2 separate regions of the Mus musculus genome follow, and region 2 is linked to region 1. Evidence: chromatin contacts called from public Hi-C data. All regions are on one chromosome and are shown on one strand. The core of a region is the stretch at or near the end of the contact, and the rest is flanking DNA. Distances in the headings are between cores, read along the strand shown. Region 1 holds the start of Cd302 (CD302 antigen). Region 2 overlaps Ly75 (lymphocyte antigen 75).

Region 1 (6,167 bases), core at 2,833-5,332:
ATGACAACTGTTGGGAAAATGGAGTTTCTCTTGTGGTCCTTAGTTGTTGCAATATGAGGGTGGGGGGTGGGTGGAAACTGAAGAAGCAGCAGAAGAAAGGGATGGAGGCCAACAGGAATAAAAGAGGAATGTAAGGCTGTGGAAAATGAAGGCGAGGGATGGAGTGAGACCAGAGGGGAGAGAGGTGGAGAGAAAGAATTAAGGCAGGAGATATAATCAGAGAGGAAGACTCAGAGTGATGTGTTCCTGCTGTCTCCCACGGAAAATGATATCTCGTGTCTCAGCATGAAAAAAGAGGCAGAGTGTGCCGGGGCTGCCTAAAGAGAGAACACACCTTTCTCTAGTTCAAATAATAAAGCAAAAACCCCAGCTGAAGTAGGTCACAGCTTAAATTAGATCCAGTCATTAGATGGTGGATTCTATCCTATGTCTAAGATGCCTTTGAAAATTAGTTGAACACAAACCAATCTACACTTGTTGAAGTTGCCAATTAATCTCTACTCCAACTGACCCAGCGGCAGCAGCATGAAACTTTTGATACCCACCCCAATGTTCTGGGTTTCTGAATGAAAGACACACACACACACACACACACACACACACACACACACACTCGGCCTTATATTTTAATATGCCTTAAATGGTTTAATGGCTGAGCCACCTCCAAACCTCCATGTGACTAACACCTCCCCTCCAATATTTCTGAGTTATTACTTACTAAAAATCTATATTCCATCGTTGTTGCCCTAGACCCAGATGGGGTGAGGGCCCCTGGGGCCACCCTTTCCAGGCTCTTACATGATTGCTATACTCTCTGTTCTGCAGCTCTCGGGCCTGGTAGCTACTCCTTTCCTGGCACGGCAGCTCTAGTCCACCACTGCCACCCCCACCTTGCCAGGGAAATCCTAAAAAAAAATCTCACCTCTGTCTCCCTGTCCAACCATTGGCCACCAGCAACTTTATTTACCAATCAAAACCAACTGGGGGCGGGGACTCAGTGTCTTACCGTGTGGATTCTCCTGCAATTTTGAGGACCCAGTTAACATCATACAAGCGTTAAACCACATCCACAGCACACATTAATAAATATGCAAAGGTGGCAGTGAAGAGAAATTTGTCAGTTGCGTGATTCCACAGAGTTGCTGTGTAGTTAGTGGGCAAAAGAGCCCAGAATCAAGATGTTTCCATAGCTAAACAGAATGCACTTGGAAAAATCTGCTGTCAGTGTTTGTTTAGTATATGAACACATTATTGACAACTTATGAAGTCTGAAAGTGAATAACAAGCAAAGTCTTGACATTCGGACGAAGGGGCTGAGCCTGGAGTGCAGTGAAAGAAGACTGGACCACACTGTCGCCAGCGCAATGCATTCTCGATGCATTCCCACCAGCAATGGGCTGCTGCTCCACATCATCCCAAGCACATGGCTTCGATCTTTGGGGTTTGAGTCATCCTTGCTTTCATTGACAATCCTTTAATGACGTGACCCGGAGCATCTCTTCATAAGCTCATTTGCTATCTGCTTATCTTCTTGAGTAAGAAGTATCTTCTAACTCTGCCTTTCGCTTGTTTTCTTTGTATTGAGTTTGACTTGATTTTTTTTTCAAATAAGTCACAGATTGTTGTTGTTTTTATTTGTTCATTTTATGTATCTGAGTACACTGTCACTGTCTTCAGACACACCAGAAGAGGGTATCAAATCCCATTACAGATGAGTGTGAGCTCCCGTGAGGTTGCTGGGTATTGAACTCAGGACCTCTGGAAGAGCAGTCAGTGCTCTAAACCTCTGAGCCATCTCTCCACCCCTTGACTTGATTTTATACACCAATAATATGAGGCTTACTTACCCAAGGGGCCTTGCTTGTTCTACTCCCTGAGTTAAGTATAGTTGCATCATTTATAAAAGCATAGTTTAAAAGAACTGGCCTGTAGTGTCAGCACTCGGGAAGTACAGGCCAGGGCCATGAGTTTGAGTCCAGAATGGCATGCATAGTCCTTATCACAGACAAACGAAATGGACTTTAGAAAGTATTTCATTAGTTCCTTGAGAATTCCATACAGTATGTTTAGGTTATTGTCTAAGTTAGGGTTTTTGTTGCTGTGAAGAGACACTATAACAAAGGCAACTCTTATAAAGGACAACATTTAATTGGGACTGGCTTACAGGTTCTGAGGTTCAGTCCATTATCATCATGGCGAGAAGCACAACAGCATCCAGGCAGGCCTGGTGCTGGAGGAGCTGCGAGTTCTGCATCTTGTTCTGAAGGCAAACAGGAGAAGAACTGACTCCCATGTGGCTAGGAGAGGGTCTCAAAACCCACTCCCACAGTGACACTCTTTCTCCAACAAGGCCACACCTCCTCCAACAAGGCCACGCCTCCTCATAGTGCCACTCCCTGGGCCAAGCATATTCAAACCACCACAGTTATATTCACTCCCCTGTCCCAGTTCCTCTCACACCCATCCACTCTACCCTCCTCCCTTTCCACCCAACTTGTAGCTTTCTTTATTTCATCCTCTCCATCAAAGCCCAACTGGAGTTGCCCTACTACTTTTGGGAGCGAAGCCTGATATAGATTGTGGTCAACCAACTAGAGGGTCGCATCTTTAAAGAAAATTAACTTTCCCTCTCTCAGCACTATTAAATGCCATTAGGTCTTCGTCCACTGGTAAGAATCTGTGCCCTGCTAGCGCCTCAGTGGTGGGATTTTTATCTGGGTTGAGCTTTCATATATCTCAGGCATATGGTCACAATCTCTGTGAGTTTACATGTACGTCTGCCCAGTCGTGTCCAGAAGACAGTTTCCTTGATGCTATCCACGAGCTCTGACTCTTACTATCTTTCTGACCTTTCTTCCTCAAAGATTCCTGAACCTTGAGGGGAGGGGTGCAATATGCAAATCCCACTTAGGGCCAAGCCCTCCATGGTTTCTTATTTTCTGGACATTGACTAGTGGAAGGTGTCTATTAATTGCCATTTACTGTGAGGAGACACTTTTCTGATGAAGGTTGAGAGATACGCTCATCTATGGGCAAAGCAGTAGGTCTCTAGGAATTACTTTAATACTATGGCCATTTAGCAGAATAATAGCATTGTGCTTCCCCTTAGGGACTGCAATCTATTTAGCCACAGGTTCTTGGCACAGTGCCAGGTATGGTACTGGCGGGACTTAGATCCAATCATAAAATGGTTGGTTACTTTTGTGACATTCATCCAACTACCACAGCAGTACCCATATCTTGTTGGGCCCCATCATTGCTGTACCTTACAAGGTTCATATCTGGATGAGATAGAGGTGTGTGCTGTATACACGAATGGAGGAGAAAGAAGTATTTCCTCCTACATCCGTGTGCACAGCAAGCACTTCCCGGAGCGAAGAAAGCTAAATGGGAGAGTTGAAGCTTCCAAGTTAGTGCCATCTTGACCACCTTACCTGACTCAGCGATGTGGTTTCTTCGGCCACAGGGGCTTACCAACAAGTTCTGAAGATAGCCAAGACTATTGGCACTGACCTGTAGTTCTTGGGGCTTTATGAGATTCCATTGGCAACAACTCAAGAAGAACCCGTTTTTGGTACTGGGGTTTTATTTGCTAGGTGGTATCTATCTTCTTTCCCTCTTGTAAGGTAACTCCATTAAAATTTTCCTCTCTCCCTCCCCCCTCCTTCTCTTCCCCTTTCCCTTCCCCTCTCCTCCCTCCCTCTCTTCCTCTTTCCTTCGCTTCCTTCTCCTGCCCCATAGAGGCTGTGTTAGCTGTCCCATCCCATATTCCTTCCTTTAACTTGTGCTTCTACCCCCATCCCAGTCAAACCTTCCTGTTCCGTTATTCTCCTTTACTTTCGATACAGTAACTAGTGGCAGAGATATATTTTCTAAGAGGCATAGTCCACCAGGAGGGAATTGTGAAAAGGGAGATTACGGTTGCTGACACCACCTTCATTAAATAACCAAAGTCCATCAATCTTTGTCCCTCTGTATGATTCTTGCCAAAAGGGCACAAACAATTCTACTAAGAAGAAACATCAGACGAACCCAAATGTGCTTGTTCCTGGATAGGGTCCTAGAACAGAGATAATTGTCAAATGCCACAAGTGCTATGGATTAGTCAACAGTGCTCCACCAATGCTCTGTCCTGGTTCCTATCCTTGCACTGATGTTATGTAAGATGCTAACATTTGGAGAAGCTGCCGCAAGGATTACGGGAAGTTCTATTTATTTTTGCAACATTTTAGAAAGTCTGAGATTACTTCAGTTCAAATGAGAAGTTTATCTTTAACGAAGAGAAGTTGGAGTCTGCGGTGTGTCCGCCGCTTGGGGATCTGAGCGTCCCAGCAGTGCGACCCTGGGCTCCACTCCCCCGCCTCGAGTGGGAGGCGTCGCAACTGAGCTGGGAGCTGCGCACCCGACAAGCACCGCCCCCGGCCCGCTCTCGGCGCCGCGCAGTCATGCCCCACGCAGCGCTGTCCTCGCTCGTGCTGCTGAGCCTCGCCACTGCCATCGTCGCCGGTAAGCTTCCCCTGCCGCGCCCCGGAGAGTGCAGAGTCCCCGCTCCCACCGATGGCCACGTGCCTCGTCCTCCGACCATCCCGCAACCATCTCTCAGGCTGGGTGGCTTCAGAGAGCCAGACCCGGGACAAAGGCCAAAGCAGAGGACCCCACTTCCACCGTGTCTGTATCCTCACCTCAGACCCCCCAAGACGGTTAGCTCGCTAGAGGGTAGAGGAACTGTAGAGCCCTTCAATGGGTGGCAGTAGGGAAGGGGTGAGGCCTGGGGGTGGAGGGAGGAAACAGGCCCTGTCCCATGGCTAGTGGGCAAGTTGTTAAAACAGGAAAAGAGTTCAGCCACATAACCCCTGCATCCAGAGGGAGGAGAAGCCAGGCTGGGATCTCACTACAAACACTGCGATTTAGAGAAACCTTTGGTCGGCTGATATACAGTGACATCTGAAAAATTAGACATAATTAGTCTTGCAAAATGGCACACACACACACACACACACACACACACACACCCCGAGGAACACAGACAATTCCACCGAGCATGTGTTTTTCTTTAAACAGGCTTTCCGGGGAGGCACGTCAAAATATGTTAATGGGGAAACCCTGGGGGAGATTTCCTTCCAAAAAACACTACCAATCCTACCAATCCTTTCCGAGAATGAAAGAGCAAAGTAAACAAGAACTAAGTGGACACTTGTGTGGGCTTCAGTAACAGGATTATGCAAGGGATTTTTTTTTTCCTCCACTGGATTTCACTGCATTTTAAATAAATTTCTGTGTGAAATCGGCTGACAGCGGGAGATATTTTAAAGGCCCTGGGTGTTGAAGACCTAGCACACTGAGTTGCTCTGAGCTTGCAAAGCTCTTTTCTTGGGTTCCTGTAGAGCAGCACGGATGACCAGTCGGGCTGTGTGCTGCCTCTCTGAGAGCAGAAGCAAGACGTACTTTAATTTTATCTAAGGCTGCACTAGAGCTTCCTCGAAGTCTGGACCACCTCTGAGTCCTCCTTAGGCTCCCCTCATTATCTGGGACACCCTAACTCCCTCTTAGTGCTCTCTCTCTCTACCATGCCAGGCTAATTTTAAAAAATACTTTGTTGTTGTTATACCAATGAGATGGTGCAGTGGGTAAATATTCTTGTTTTGCAAGCCGGGTGACCTTCGTTCATTCAATCCCTGTAACCAGGCAAATTGAGGAAAGAAAAGGTTATCCTCTGACCTCCACAAGTACACTGCACACACACACACACACACACACACACACACACACACACACGATGATAGCCCCGTTAAAAGGGAAGAAAAATACATTCCTAGCCAATTTGGAAAGAGAAGGAGTTTCTAGATTTGGCATTACCTGTGAAGTTGTTTGAACACAGAGAGGTCAAGCCTCCTAAGTTTTATTCTTTTCTAAATCTGGTCTGGATTTCTGGATTCACTCTGACCGCTTCCGTTGGTCAGGAGACCACAGTAGATTACAGTAAAAATGATCGAGCTCTTCCCACACTAGTTAGCCACCTTCTGTGTCCCCCAGTGACGTGGAAAATGGTACTTCATAGGGCTGTTGTAGAGTATACCTACTACAGGCCTGGGAAATCCTGGTCTCCTTCTCTTTGCCCTTATCATAAAGCAAGAAAGGTAATCGCATCAACAGAAAACATCGTGAAC
Region 2 (6,099 bases), core at 1,585-4,084, 54 kb before region 1:
TTACAGAAGACCCGGCTTTGATTTCCAGCACCCACATCATGGCTCACAACATCTGTAATTCCAAGTCTAGAAAAAGAAGACAGAGGCAGACGGCCATTGTTGCCACTGACTCTATCTGAAAATATTGCCTGACATGAAACATTACCGTAAGAACTTAGAACGATCATAGTTTCTATGTAAAAATCCAAAGCAGAATAGGGTTTTTGTTTGTTTGGTTGGTTTTTTTTGTTTTTTGTTTGTTTTTTGTTTTTGCCTTTCATACACAGACGACAACTTAAAATTTAGTTTTAAACATATGATATCTTGTGGGGAGGGATTTGTAAGGGTGGGGCTGGCAGGAGAGGAGAAAGAGAGTGTTGCAATCAGGATGAATGAATGAATAAATAAATAAATAAATAAATAAATAAATAAATAGATAGATAAATAGATAAATAGATAAATAAATAAATAAAAGAAGTAAAAAGCATATGATACCATATCTATGGCTGCTCCGGGCTAAGAGCTTTATTTTGTTTCTTTCTTTGTATAGCTTATGGTTGCCCTTTCTGTTGGTGTCAAACTCCTGAATACACACAGGTGACTCAGTCACTTTAAAACATGTGAGTGCTAAGTATGTTTACCAGATAGTGTCCTAAACTTCTAATACTGCCTCCTTTTTTGTTTTTGTTTTTGTTTTTTAACATAGTGGGCAGCGTTGGTTGTGGATTGGTCTGAATAAGAGAAGCCCTGATTTACAAGGGTCCTGGCAGTGGAGTGACCGGACACCAGTAAGTTACAACTTTCATATTGGAAAAAAACCATGGAAGTAGTGTTTCTTTTAAAAACAAGTAAATTCATTGTTAAATAAGACATCCACATCTAAAATTTGTATGGAACTACGGAAGACCCTGGTTAGTCAAAGAAGTCTCCACCAACTCTGGGGATGTAATTCCACCAAAGTATATCATTCTACCAGAGAAAGCTACAGCATATTGATACTAGCATGCTGGGACGTGATACTGGGACAGATTGAGGAAGGGGAAAGGTTTGTCAAAAGATACAGAATTTTATTTAGATAATCAATAAGTTCAAGAGATCCATCGATGTGCCATGTGGGACCATAGTTAACAACCGCACATTGTTCTCACCACGTTGTGGTCACTGTCAAAGGAAATGCATATGCTACCTGACTAGATTCAGTGGCTCGACGTGTGTACTCTTTAAAACATCGTAAGGAGATTAGCAATTTTACCTCGATTAAAAAGGCAAATATCCATCCACAAACCATAACAGCCTTATTTACACACATTTTGAAATAGAAACAAATTTACTTAAAGGATGTGAGAAGGAAGACACAAAGTATTCATCTTTCTTTATTTATTTATTTTTACTTTTTTAGTGTGTGTGTGTGTGTGTGCACACGCGCGCCTTGGGGGCGGGGCAGCGGAGGCCAGTGGACAACTTTCCGGAGTCAGATCTTTCCTTCCGCCATGCTGATTTGGGGACTCGAATTCAGCTCATCAGCTTTGGCCACAAGCACCTTCACCCACTGAGCCATCTCACGTACTCCACTTACTGTTACTTTTAAAAAATGTGTATATTTTAGTGTCTCTATATAGAGTTTTAAAAACGGAGATATTCTGACATCCTGGCCATCTTTGGAGAGTACAAATTATTTTCCAAAGCTTTCATCTGTGCTACTCTGTGTTTATTTCTATTATCAATTAATAGTGGGAAATATTTATTTGTATCATCTAAAAGCATTAATTATATAGTGAAAAAATGTCTGTATTAGCCATAATAGTCGAACCTAAAATGTAATAGTCGAACCTTGAATAATACTTGACTGTTGACTGTTTATCTCATCTAAAGAGGTTTTACGTGACAGTGTGTGTGTGTGTGTGTGTGTGTGTGTGTTTAACATACTGGACTTTTACATATTGACAAGCTGGCATTTTGAAATATCCCTTGGTATCAAAACTCTTACAGGAAAAAATAGGGACAAGATTCAGTATCCTAGGGATAAGAATTTCTTAGCTATTCTTATAGATTTTCTTTTTTCCTTTTTTCATTATTTATTTACTTTCCATCTTGATCACAGCTTCCTCCCCCTGTTCTCCTCCCAGTCCTTCTCCCTCACACCCCCATCTACTCCCTCCTTCTCTCTCCCCTTTCATGAGCAGCCTCCTGTGAATATCAATCAGCCAAGGGAGTTTTATATACCACATCTCAAAATACTAAAAAAGGCTCTTTGAGCTGTTGATTCTGGCCCTGGGGGTGATTTAATGCCCCACCAACCCCACTTCTGAGACTGTGGCTTAATGGGAAACTAAGGGCTCTTCTGCAGTCCCCGAGGCCTCGCATGACTCGGCATCCAGATCGTTCACAAAGTATGAAATGTTTATATATATATATATATATATATATATATATATATATATACACATACATACATTATATATGTATATATATATATACATTATATATGTATATGTATAATATTGAAGCTGCCTAAACTATATGGAAGTTGCAAATGTTGTGCCAGCCCACGTTCTCAAGGCTGACTTACCTTCTCAGGTGTCTGCTGTGATGATGGAGCCGGAGTTTCAACAGGATTTTGACATCAGAGACTGTGCTGCCATCAAGGTTAGTACCAACTCTAAAATCAGTATTAAAAATAAAATCCCAGGACTGACACCAGGGCTCCGAGACAGAGTTCATGCTTAACCTATGTGAAGCCTCGAGCTCACCCCTCTCACTGCACCCAAATCTGGCATCACGTAAGCTCAGGCAAAACATTCCTAGAATACCTTCTGTGCGTGGAGCGTGGTGATGGCAGGAGCGGTGGAAAGCAAACCCAAGCAGTTTACACTTAATTTAAGAACCAAGCCAGCTCAGTCAGTCAACGGGGTCTGGAGCGCAGGAGTGAGGATTGCAGAGAAAAAGACAATTAGACAAACATTATAACCTGACTCCAGCCAGGGCTGAGGCGGAAGCAGCTTTAATTTTTCCCAGCCAGCTTTTACACCATTCTCGGTACTAGCAGAAAATAGAGTCAGTCCTTAAATCAAACACAAAGTGATTAAACAAGGGTAAAGAACAAAGAGATCACACCAGGTAGTAATCAAACAAAGCAGTAAGCAAAAGTCCCAGAGACACTGGGTCTGGGGGCTTAGCAGGATTGCCAAGACAAAGGGGAAGTCACACATTCCTTGGCTGTGTCCACCTTGATCCTTGTAGTAGCCCAGATATGAATATTCTTATCTGATCCTGCTTCCTCCTCCAGAGCCCAGTGACAAGTATTTGCCAAATTTCTATAAGCAGCAAATTGCTATAAGGGGGCAACAAAAGCTCTCCACATTTATATTAAAAACCACAGCTTTATCATCATTCTATAGTAAGGCACCTCAAGAGTGGGCAGAAGATAGCCGAGGAGAAATCGAAAGGGGAAGTGATCGCTCAGGTCTGTCCAGAAAGAGTTGGGATTTGGCCTTGGTCTCTAAGGATGACCAGAGTTTGCGCAGGAGCAACAGGACAAGGCTTTCTAATGGGCAGTGGTGCAAGAATACAAGTGGAGGTCTTATCGACAGTGAGAAGAGCAGGATGTATCCAGTTTTATTTGGAATTACTAAAGACAGTCCTTAAAGGATGGGGAGGTGGCGGGGTGGCTTAGAGTGCTCTTCCAGTGCTGTGGACCTGGGTTTCCTCCTGATGTCTCATCACTCCAGTACAGGAGATCCATGGTCCTCTTCTGACCTCCACCAGCACCAGGCACTCCGGTGGTGCAGAAAGGACCCTTGTATGCATATAATCAAATTAATTTTTAAAAACAGTGTTGTCAAATCAGGTTGCTGTCAAATCAAGGTGCTTGCACTTCCGCGGGAGTTTTTGTTTGGATGGTTTGCTTTGGTTTATTTTCAATAGGCAACAAGGATGTTTTTTAAAACTGAGAAAGGATAAAATGAGCCAAGATGGTGACTGTGAGCCAAGAGTGTGAGGAAGATTTATCTTGACATTTCCGAGGCACAGCAGCTAGGACTGGGAATTATCACAGACACACGAGGCATGTCTTGCAGGGTCCATTTGTTTATCCATTTTATCAGTGATGTGCCTGGGAGGCCCATCAAGACGGTAGAAGGTGTCAGAGGTAGGGTTCTTCACAAGACTCCAGCATAGCAAGAGATAGACAGCTCAGTAAGCTCTGATGCCATTGGCTAAGGGCTCCAATAGGTGAACAAGAAGGCATAGGCAATGAGGGCTTATTGTAAGAATAAAAATGTAATGGTCTTACGAGGGTAGTATCGATTAGTTATAGATCCGTTATGAGCCAGGCACTGGGGTAGGCACTTAAATAAATATACACAATCTTGTGAAGTAGGTGCAGTTACCGTAACCATCAAGTTGAGAATGAAATTCCAGCTTAGATGTGTCAGAAGTCAAACTTAAACCCACACATGTCCAGATCCATGACATTTTACCCCTGAGCTATTTTACCACATCCTAGCACATCTACCTCCAAGGCTGGACCTGGCCAGGGTGGTGAAGGAATGAAGAAAAGACAGACACATAGACGTGCAGACACACATACAGGCTGGGAACTGGAGGACTGGAGTCTCTGCTGGAGGAACCACAGGACTTCTGAAGTTTACATTGTTTATTATATAGACTTGACCGGAGAGGCTGGGTTTTTTGCACATGGCTGAACAAGGAGACAGGCTCAGCTAATCCAGTAGGAGCGGTCTCTAGGCGAGCAATCCTCAGGCTGTAAATTTCCAAGGGAAAAAACTATGATAGACATTTTCTGCACACTCAACATCTACATTCTTATCCCTGGTGAAGGCTTTGGGATCCACAACTGCCGAGTCAACAGCACACACTTCCTCAGGACTTTACTCACTCGGGGCTTCCTCTGCCCCTTATTCTGCTGGCAAGGTATTCATAGAAACAGGGAGAAAGCTGGGTGCCATAGTGCACACCTTGAATCCCAGCACTCAGGAGGCAGAGGCAGGCAGATCTCTGTTGAATTCGAGGCCAGCCTGGTCTATCTACAAAGTGAGTCCCAGGACAGCCAGGACTGTAACCCAGAGAAACCCTGTTTCAGAAAAGGAAGGAAGGAAGGAAGGAAGGAAGGAAGGAAGGAAGGAAGGAAGGAAGGGAGGGAGGGAGGGAGGGAGGGAGGGAGGGAGGAAGGAGAGGGAGGGAGGGAGGAAGGAGAGGGAGGGAGGGAGGAAGGAAGGAAGGAAAGAGGCAGAAGAAGCAATGTTTTTCAAAGGGTATGATATATTGTGGTTAACTAGTTCAAATGCAGCATGGGTATAAGACATACGCGACAGAAAGTTGAAATCTGGAGAACAGGGCTGAAAGGGGGAAAATGAATGAAAAAAAAAAAAGCCACGGAGTAGTTTTTAGGAAATCATAGAAAGTAAAAGAAGGCAAGGGATGAAGAGATATGTGTGTGGCACCTTCACGTCATAACCCAGGAAAGGGTCAGAAAAGCATGATGGATGCAAATGAAACCGGAAAGAAGGCTGCCTTCAGAGAAACTCTTCTCGTGGGCAGCTGTCACTGCACGGGTCCACATTATAGGATTTACAACTCAGCACAGGTACGAGCCTCAGAGAAGTTAATGTGCTGTTCAGAATTTTCTAGAACACTGATGCAATGAACTGGACTTGAAAGGTACGTAGGCTTCCACGTGTGGAGAGATTTTAAACCTACCAAAAATAAAATAAATCACCAGGAGAGGTGTCCAGAGATTCATGCCTTTCTCTGCACAATACTCATAAACCTGGCCTTAAGAGAAAAAGAATCACAATAGTGATGGCGGCTCCTCCCAGCTCGTGCCTTCAACGTTCCTTTCCCGTCCTGATCACGTATCCTACAAGTAGAACAGCAACACTAAAGCCGGAGCCTGCGCTGCTGGGCCCAGGAGTTGCTGTCACTTTCTGGGATGCTCTGTTATAGTCTGGCTTGGATACTACTTTAGTCTCTCCCAAACTTGAAAAGTGCAGGATGCTCAGCATGTATTGTATACAAACATAAAACTGTCCTTCTGCAACACGGAGTACAATGAATGCATACGAGGAAAAGGTTTTGTTGCAAAAAGAAATGGGAAAAATG

The links. A called contact is a pair of places that touch in the nucleus more often than the background predicts.
Region 2: a Hi-C map of nephron progenitors shows a contact between it and region 1, with 2.7 times the contacts expected there. The contact joins the enhancer-like site here to the promoter of Cd302 in region 1. A contact is called at or near these places in 2 of 39 promoter capture datasets (embryonic stem cells and macrophages), 5 of 484 Hi-C or Micro-C datasets (the G1E-ER4 cell line, bone marrow-derived macrophages, liver and 2 more) and 2 of 115 datasets of contacts at active chromatin or transcription factors (embryonic stem cells and pancreatic cancer cells).

The regions. Positions count from the first base shown.
Region 1 is chr2:60,282,399-60,288,565 of GRCm38.p6, reverse strand. Cd302 (CD302 antigen) reads left to right here and starts at 4,082. Exons shown (of 6, transcript NM_001290660.1): 1 at 4,082-4,506. The coding sequence starts at 4,446.
Region 2 is chr2:60,334,821-60,340,919 of GRCm38.p6, reverse strand. Ly75 (lymphocyte antigen 75) reads left to right here. Exons shown (of 35, transcript NM_013825.4): 14 at 686-767; 15 at 2,557-2,625. Among named protein-coding and RNA genes, the nearest start is that of Ly75, 45 kb to the left of the region's middle. Within about 2 kb of position 2,834, at least 14 of the 459 cell types and tissues checked have an H3K27ac peak or open chromatin away from gene starts, as enhancers often do. A contact at or near this core is called in nephron progenitors, where this site is marked.